Linked DNA regions of Cricetulus griseus: region 1 is linked to region 2. The links are chromatin contacts, called in public Micro-C maps. All regions are on one chromosome and are shown on one strand. The core of a region is the stretch at or near the end of the contact, and the rest is flanking DNA. Distances in the headings are between cores, read along the strand shown. Region 1 has its middle 59 kb from the start of Kiaa2012. Region 2 holds the start of Fzd7 (frizzled-7).

Region 1 (4,342 bases), core at 1,314-3,813, 100 kb before region 2:
TCCCAGACAGTGTGCTCAGTCTGGTTTTGAAGTAGTACCCGTCCTCCTGTTTCAGCCTCCAGGACCCCGAGATTACAAAAGCATGACTCTTTTATGATCTGCCTTTCCTTTTTCATAGAGAGAATAAAAAAGAAAAAAGGGAAGACAACAAAAACAACAATCCCAGGAAAACAATAAGTTTTGAACCTAGCACACCCTAGTTTCCTACTAGCCTGGCTGCACTGCATTGTCTTTCCGTTATGGATACCTAAGAACAAAACAGAAAAAGCAACAACCACAGATGCAATCATGTTTAACTTACAATTTTGATTTGTACTTTCAAAATATTTAATCAAAGTGATGTTTGAAATAAAATGGCCTCCAAAGTGAGTGGCACTACTTGGAGGTGTGGTCTTGTTGGAGGAAGTGTGTCACTGTCAGCATAGGCTTTGAGGTCTCCTATGCTCAAGCTATTCCCAGTGTCACAGACTACTTCCTGTTGCCAGCAAGATGGAGGACTCTCAGTTACTTCTCCAGGACCATGTCTGTCTGTCTGCATGCCACCATGTCCCAAAATGATGATAATGGACTAAACCTCTGAACTGTAAATGAGCCATCCCAATTAAATATTTACATTTATAAGAGTTGCCAAGGTTGTGTTGTCTCTTTACAGCAACAGAAATCCTAACTAAGATAGTGGGTATGGCAGGATATGCCCATAATCTCAGTGAGGCAGGAAGATGGCCAGCCTGGGGTACATAGTAAGATCTTGTCTCAAAAAACAAACAATAATAACAACAACAAAGAAAAGAGAAAGGAATACAAAAAAAGAGAAAAGCTGGGTTCAATTGCTCCCCAGGGAGCAATACATACAGCAATGTGTGGGAACATTTTGATTGTCACAATAGTGCGTCTAGTGTGTGGAAGCCAAGGGTGCTGCACAGCATTCTGCCATGCCCAGGCTGGTTCCTCCTCACCAGTATCTGCTCCAACCTCAGGATGGCCTGGTATTAAATCACAGATTCTAGAAAAAATCACCTATCTCAGCCTGCCTCAAACTTGCTATGTAAGATGATCTTGACTTTCTGAGCCTTTTGCCTTACCTTCAAGTGCTGGTATTGCAGGTATGTGTCACTGTGCCTGGTTTTATGTGGTCTAAGGATCAGACACAAGGCTATGTGCATTCTAAGCTAGCCCTCAATTAGCGGAACAACTTCTCCAGCCCCTAGTTGCCTATGTGACTCTGTGTGTGTGTGTGTGTGTGTGTGTGTGTGTGTGTGTGTGTGTGTGTGTTCAGGATTAGACCTATGGTAGACAAACACTACCACTAGGTTATAGCTTACATACTTGCCCACTGCTATTTTTTAATGTGAATTATGTCTTTTCCTTATGTTTCTAACTCTCAATGTTTTCCTTTTAGAAATGATATGCAACCTTCACCCAGGATAGATGGTACTATCAAAGTTAATGAAATTATTGCATTTTTTTCTTTTTAGTTTTACTTTCTCCTCTCACTACACACAGATGCATTAATGTCTCCTCCTGGGACTTTCATTTACAATTTTAACATTCTTTTTAGGTGCGGGTCACCTCACCCAACCTCAAGCCTCTCCACAGAGGCCCTGGGGAAGAGGAAAAGCACTCCCCCGATTGATGTCAGCGACCTTCGAAGGGAAGAGTCCAACTGGTCTCCAGAGACAACCCGGGAACTAATTTCTCTTAATCAGTTGTAGGGCCCCAGGAGTAGCCACAAGGCAGAAGGGGAAATAAATCTGAAGGAGAAACCCAAATTCTGTGAGGAGCTGGAAAGACCTGTATTTTAAAAAGGGCACCATACCTTTAGGACTTCAGAGCTGGCGCGGCTCCATCCCCATGCAGCTATTAATATGCAAAAAATGCCTTCATAAATACTTGATTCTGCTCGCAGTGGGGAGGCCGTTCATTTGAAAGGGGAAATGGGAGCTTGGAGTTGAAACACGTCTGCTTGTCTCCTTTCTCTTTTTTCATTGCTCTTTTCATCTCCACACTCCCCTTGTAGTTTTCTTCCCCTTATTTCTCTGACTTAACCCTCTCCTCTAACTCCAAGGAAGTTGCTGATGGCAGCTGCGGCGCTCATTTAACTGATGCACTTGGCGCTGCGGCCCTGAACCTCGGACTAGGTGTGGAAGGGGTACCCCGGGGTCTCTTCCTGGTGATGGTACAGGGAGACAAGCGTCCCCTCACCATTTCTGCTGGACCTAGGGAGGCAGCTGGTCAAGACTCAGAGCCAAGTTTTCAAAGTTGCCGGGAGGGGGCGCCCGAGGCAGCCTCCAGATCCCGGGGACTCGATGCTTTCTCTCTCTCTCTCTCATACTCAGGAATTGGCTGCCCAGTCCAGGCCTGAGACTTCTCACAAGGTCGGCTGTATCCAAAAGGTTCCACCTTTAGAAGGGTCCACCTTTGGGATTCTCAGCTAGCACTATGTCTTAAAAAAAAAAAAAAAAAAAGAAAAGTATTTTGTGTGAGTGATCTTATGGTGCGGCCAGACCCTGAAGGATGGAGGGAGGAGGTGAGTCAGTGAGGGCTTAATGGAAAAGAAAGAGAAGGGCTTGATCGCTGCTGCTGCCAGTTTTGTGCTTCAGAGAAAGGCCCTAGCAGAGGCAGGGAAGCCACGGCTTAGGCTGGTGACACATCAAGGTAGGAAACCGAAGTCGGCTGGGTAGAAATTTGTTTCTAAATCCTTCCCAGATGCTTTATAGTAAACATGAAATTAGTCATTTATGTGGAGTAGGTTGAGGAAGTAGTTAAAATCCGAGGCAGTGATTAACCTAATAAAGGGCCGCTTGCTGGCCTCAAGAAGTAAGGGGGAGGGGTGAGAGAGGCAAGAGGAAGTCCCTCTGCACCCTCCACCTCATTTTTCTTGGCTTGGGAGCTTGAGGGGCTCCCTCAAATGGCTTCTCCTTCATATGGCTTCTCTGTCCGGGACTCCTTTTTAAGGAAGGAAGACTATGGTGACACTAACAAACCAAGTAACTCAGAAGAGAACCCCTCCTCCGTTTTGTAAAAGAGATTTTCAGAGTTTGTGAACTTGCTAAGGCCTTGCAGATGAACCAGGGTTGGAGCTTAAGACCCAAGGTCTACGTTCAGTCTGACTGCAAAATTTGTCATTTAGTTTAGTTGTTAACTGGACATGGCTGGGCCACTCTTTGCAGGTGCTATCGGCCTCGTCCAGCACAGCCATAGGGCTGCATGCCTTTGGACTGTGCTGGAGTACTGGGGGTATTTCGGTGGCCTTTGGAGCCAAAATGTATTTTATATTCTTAGTCATAGCTCTCTATTATTGCTCTTGTTGTTACTTAAGGTCTTCAGATCCCCTATGAGGAGTGTCTTCAATGGAGGCATTAAAACACACACACACACACACACACACACACACACACACACACACACACACACACACACACACGTTGTTTCTGTGGTTCCTCAGTAGCAGAGAGGTGACCTAGCTGTGCTTTACTTTAGTGGAGGCCTGACTCAAGTCTGGCGCCATTCTAACCATGAGAGCTCAGCTGCAAACAGACTCACTTCTGCTCTGACTGTTACCAAGTGCTAGGATGAGAGGAAAGGCCGGTGGCAGCAGCAGGAAGTTGGAGATAAGAGAGCAGTGGAGAGTCTGCCCCTCAGGCTGTAGACAGGGAGGGGCCTGAGTCCCCTGGAGCAGTGATGGCAGAGTCAGCCTCAGGTCTCCTAGTCCCTGAAATCAGCTCTAGGAATTCCCCACTTGTTTCTCTTGAGAGGCTCTGAAGAGAGTGTCACCTTCAGAGTGTCCGATAGAGACCTACTTACCAATATTTCTGCACAAATTTCCTCAAATCATTAGATATCCCCAAGCCACCCAAATCAGCACCTTCCTTGTTCATAATTACCCTAGCTTGTGTGTGTGTTATTGAGTGTGTATGTGTTCATGGGTGTGTGTGCGTGTGTGTGTGTGTGTGTGTGTGTGTGTGTGTGTGTGTATGTGCTTGCGTGTGTGCACTCATATGCGTGTGTGCCTGTGTGTCTGTGCGTGGAGGTCAGGGGTTGACACTGCCTGTCTTTCTTTAATCTTCATGTTATTTGTTGAAACAGGGTCTCTCACTGAACCTGGAGGTCATCCATTCACCTAGGTGGGTTGCTCAATGAGCTCCAGAGACCTGCCTGTCTTCTTAGCTCCCACAGTGCTGCAACTACAGATGTGGGGCCTGGGGATCTGAACTCAGTCCCTCATGCTTGCATGGCAGGGTCTTTACCATGTCCCCACCTTCTATCCTCATGCTTTAAAAACAACAAACTACAACAAACGTAGTCGCTATTCCCTCTCCCCACTTGGAAGGAAAATGTGAAC
Region 2 (4,290 bases), core at 491-2,990:
GAGGAAGATGATGGGTCGCTCTGGGTAGCTGAAGCGCCGCATGTCCACTAGGTAGGTGAGCACCGTGAAGAGCGTCGAGGCGCAGCACAGCACCGACCACACACCCACCCAGAGGCGGGCGAAACGCCTCTCCTCCTCTTTAAAGTACATAAGGCCGTTAGCACGGCCGGGCTCACACGGGGCACCGCAATCGCGCTCACCTAGGAAGCGGTAGCCCAGGTAGGGGGGCACTTTGAGCTGGCGCGGGCACGAGAAGGGGAAAGACCACCGGCCTCTGCCATCTGAGGGGGGCATGGCAGTGAAAGGCGGGTCTGGCAGGTAGGGAGCAGTAGGGTAGGCGGTGGGACTGCCGCCCGCGCCCCCGGAGCCGTCAGACGTGTTCTGGCCCACGCAGATCTCGCCGGCGCCGTGCACCGGGAAGTTCTCGCAACGCAGCCGCTCAGGCCACTGGAAGCCGAACTTGTTCATGAGAGCCTCGCAGCCTTGGCGGGCGCGCTCGCACAGGGAGCGGCACGGAGGAATGGCTTGGTCGAGCACCGTGCATACGGGCGCGTACATGGAGCATAAAAAGAAGCGCAGCTCGGGAGAACACTGCACCTTCACCAGCGGGTAGAACTGGTGCACCTCGAGGCCGGCGTCCTCTTGGTTCGTGTGGCCCAGCAGGTTGGGCAAGATGGTCTGGTTGTAGGCGATATCCGTGCACAACGGGATGGAGATGGGCTGGCAGAAGCCGTGGTCCGGTACCGAGATGCCCTTCTCGCCGTGGTACGGCTGAGCCCGGGTGCCCGCAGGCAGCGCGCCCAGAAGCGCCAGCAGCAGGGCGCACAGGCCCAGGGGCGAGTGCGACGCCGCAGTGCCGGGGCCCCGCATCGCGGGCCGCGAGTGCAGTGGCGTTCTCAGCTGGGGGAAAAAGACGAGGCGCTGGGGAGCGGCTTGGATGCAGGGAGGCGCCGCCGCGCCCGGCGCATGAGAGTCCTCCCGGCGCCGGGGCCGGGCCGTGGGCGGCGCGGAGCCGAGGGCGCTAGGTGCCTGCACGGCGGGGGCGAGGCCGCCAGTCGAGGGGGCGCCGCAGCCGCCTCCGCGTGGCACTCACGCGGCCGCCGGGGGCTCAAACTCCTGGGCCTGGGCTGGGGGATCGGGGGTGGGGTGTCGCCTTACCCTCCCCGCCGAGACGTAACGGTGCGGCTTTCTCTTGGGCGACGGGCTCCAAGCGTCTCCGGTTACCTTTCAAAGTTTGCCCAAGTCTCTCGAGCCCCGGGCGCACGGCGATGCCCACGTCCCCACACCGGGTAGGGCCTCCGCCAGACCAGAGCCCCGCGTCCCCGCCTGCTCGCCCCGGCCGCCGCCTCGGCGGTGCAGCTCCGCCTTCTCGCCTCGAGGCCCCGCGGGCCGCCGCCTCCTCCTCCTCCTCCTCCGAACCTCGAGCCTCCTTCAGCCCGGGGAAGGTCGGCCCCAAGTTTCAGTCAAACGTCTGGTTCTCAATTTGAGTCCGATCGGTCCCCAGGAGCTAAGAGCTGGGCGAGTTCTTTTTGGAAACCCAGTTGCGCGGAATCCCAAGCGCCGAGGCTCCTGCACCCGCGGCCTGTCTGCTCTCGGCCTCTCCTGCCGGCTCAGTCCCGGCCGGCGAGTCCCCGCGTCCGCCGCCGCCCGCCAGGGAAGGAGCGCAGAGTAACGCCTGGGAGCCGCGCTGGTGGCTAGAAGAAGCGTCGGGCTCGCAGGGTTTCGGGCCGCCCCGCCCCCTCCCCTCCCCCCATTCACAAACCACTCCGGGGGCGGGCCCCGAGCCCTCCGGAGGCCCAATAGCGCGCTTTGTTTTCTCTGTAGACGCCTTCCGATTGGGTGGAAGTCGGAAGGGGCGGCCGAGGGAACGAGGAAGGCGGTGCCTGAAGCGCTCTGGGCGGATTCCTGAGGGGAGGGGCGGGGGACTGGGAGAGAAAAGTTAGGAGAAACTTTTACCCAGAATTTGCTCAGGGGAGAAGAACGCACCAGAAAGGGAATTTGTTTGAAAGATTGGTTCCTCTTCCGGATACCCTAAAACACACATTCCTGAGCAGAAGGGCGCATTCGCCAAAGGCTTCGGCGAGACGCTGAGAATAGCGCAGCGCTTGGGCGGAGAGACGTGACCCAGAGTCACGTTAGCCTGGCTGGCTTGGGCGGGAGGCTTTTGGTTAGCATCAGTGTGGGTCGGGAAGGGGCTGCGACTGAAGATCGCTCTTTTCTCCCCATACCCAAACGACCACATGAAACCACAATCCCCTCTCCCTCCCCCCAGTTACAAAGAAGGGGGCCTCCTGGAAGGAGAAACCCGAGTCGGCCGAGGTGGGGACTTGTGGCGGGAGGAAGTGCAGACCCTCGGAGGAGAGGGCCCAGAGCTGGGGGTGCGCGGGACTCAAGAGCCAGCCACCCCGCCCGCGCGCACTGTGGGGAGCGTAGGGAGCCCGAGAGGTTGGGGGTGGGGTTGGAGGACGCTAAGGCAGTGCTGGGGGAATGCTTATGAAAGCAACCTGAGACCGAGTACCCGGGACTCTCCGTACGATTTACTGAGCGCCTTCGGTTGCCCTGTGTGGCCTTCGGGGGTCCCGTTTTCGTTGCAGAAGCAACCATTTGATCTTTGCATTTGGAATCTACATAGAAAAGTTTTAAAGCGCGTTAGAAACCAGGGCATTTGCTAATTAAAGGGCTTTTGAGACACAAAGAGGGGTTATTTTCCTTCTGGGATAGCGTTTTTCTGATTGGCAAGCGTTCTTTTGTCCTCGGTCAAATCTTAACCCTGCTCCAGGCACTGGGCGCTCGTGCGCCTTGTCTGCCTGTCCCGGACCGGTCGGAAGTTACTAAGGGACCTCTGCTCTCTCAGAGGGGCCAGCAAGGAATATCATGAATATTATGAATTCCCGGGCAGGGAAGTGACAAGTTGAATCTCTCTGTCGTCCCTGAAGTCTTACTTTCAAAAAAACGTCATTCCTGGCTGAGTCCTACTTTCTACCTGTCTCAGTTGGTTGCCGGTATATGAGAGATTTTTGATCAGTTTGAATGTTGAATGTTGGCAGGAGTCATTGCCTCCAGGATACAGTTTCCCCATCTAGGAAAAAGCTGATTCTGAAACCTAAGATAATTGGATTCCCTTTTCTAGCAGACTTGGGCTTCTTGTAATTTTCTTTTATTTACTTTATCTCAGAGGTTTGCTGAGATCTTTCCTTCCACTGGAGTTCTTTTGTGCTCTCGTTAGTGGGTCTAAAGAGCAGAGTCCCCCGAACAAGGCAGAGTGTCAGACAATTGACACCCCCCATCTGGCCTGCAATAGAAATCACCACTTTCCTTCTTAGCATCAGTTTACCCTACATACCAGATTTTTTTTTCCCTTTAGAGTATCTACCTCAAAGCAATAAAGATGAATAGACAACATTTCCTTTTATAAAATGTACTTTCTTCAAGACTTCATCTTCTGCATTCTAAATCATCATTCCTATTACCTACCACTGTGCTGTGTTGATATTTGTTGGGAGATGTTTAAAGCTTGGGAGCTATTTTGCTTTGTCATTGAAAGTGTGGGTGGCAGGGCTTGGATTCTTTTTTTCTCCCCATGGGGTTCAGGGTGTCCTCCCATTTTGAATCAAAGTTTCATGTTTATTCATCAGGCCACTGACCTAACTCATCTCTGCTTATCGAGGGAGGAATACCAAGCACTGACGTCAAATAAAATGAAAACTGACAGGACAGAATGCTGCCTCAAATGCAACCAAACCCAGTTAGCTGATGAGCTGTTCGTCCTTATGGTTCCAGACAGCTTCTGATGTTAGGCAATGGGAATAATGATTTAGGAAGAGGGGGTGGATGAGCCAGTATAGAAGAAGGAAATGCAATATTTTTTAAAAGTGATCTATGCATGAGGTGCAGGGAACCCATCCTAGATAGGACTGTCACAGCTGTGAGTGAGTCCTTTTGCTGTGCCCCAGGCAGATAAGTGCAAAAGCAGTAGAGAAGCAAAGGTAGAGTTTAGGAGTTGGGGTGGGGAGACTGTTTTTAAAGATGATTTAAAACAACAATAGCAATACTCAGTCTGGGCTTGGGGCAGTAGTTCAGTATTGAGCAATTGCCTAGTGTGTGAGAGGCCCTAGATTCAATCCTTCACATTAGAAAAACCAAACCAAACAAACAAAATATCTCAATCCAAAATTACTTCAAGGAAATGAGAATTGACAGAATGCCTTTAATCCCAGAATTTGGGAAGACAGAGGCAGTTAGATCTCTGTGAGTTCAAGGCCAGTCTGGTCTACAGTGTGAATTCCAGGA

The links. A called contact is a pair of places that touch in the nucleus more often than the background predicts.
Region 1: a Micro-C map of the CHO-K1 cell line shows a contact between it and region 2, with 2.9 times the contacts expected there. The contact joins the enhancer-like site here to the promoter of Fzd7 in region 2. A contact is called at or near these places in 3 of 8 Hi-C or Micro-C datasets (the CHO-K1 cell line and fibroblasts).

The regions. Positions count from the first base shown.
Region 1 is chr2:413,856,017-413,860,358 of CriGri-PICRH-1.0, reverse strand. No RefSeq gene overlaps it. Among named protein-coding and RNA genes, the nearest start is that of Kiaa2012, 59 kb to the right of the region's middle. Within about 2 kb of position 2,563, at least 2 of the 6 cell types and tissues checked have open chromatin away from gene starts, as enhancers often do. A contact at or near this core is called in the CHO-K1 cell line, where this site is marked.
Region 2 is chr2:413,754,260-413,758,549 of CriGri-PICRH-1.0, reverse strand. It overlaps Fzd7 (frizzled-7), which reads right to left and starts at 1,740. Exons shown (of 1, transcript XM_027396992.2): 1 at 1-1,740. The coding sequence starts at 870.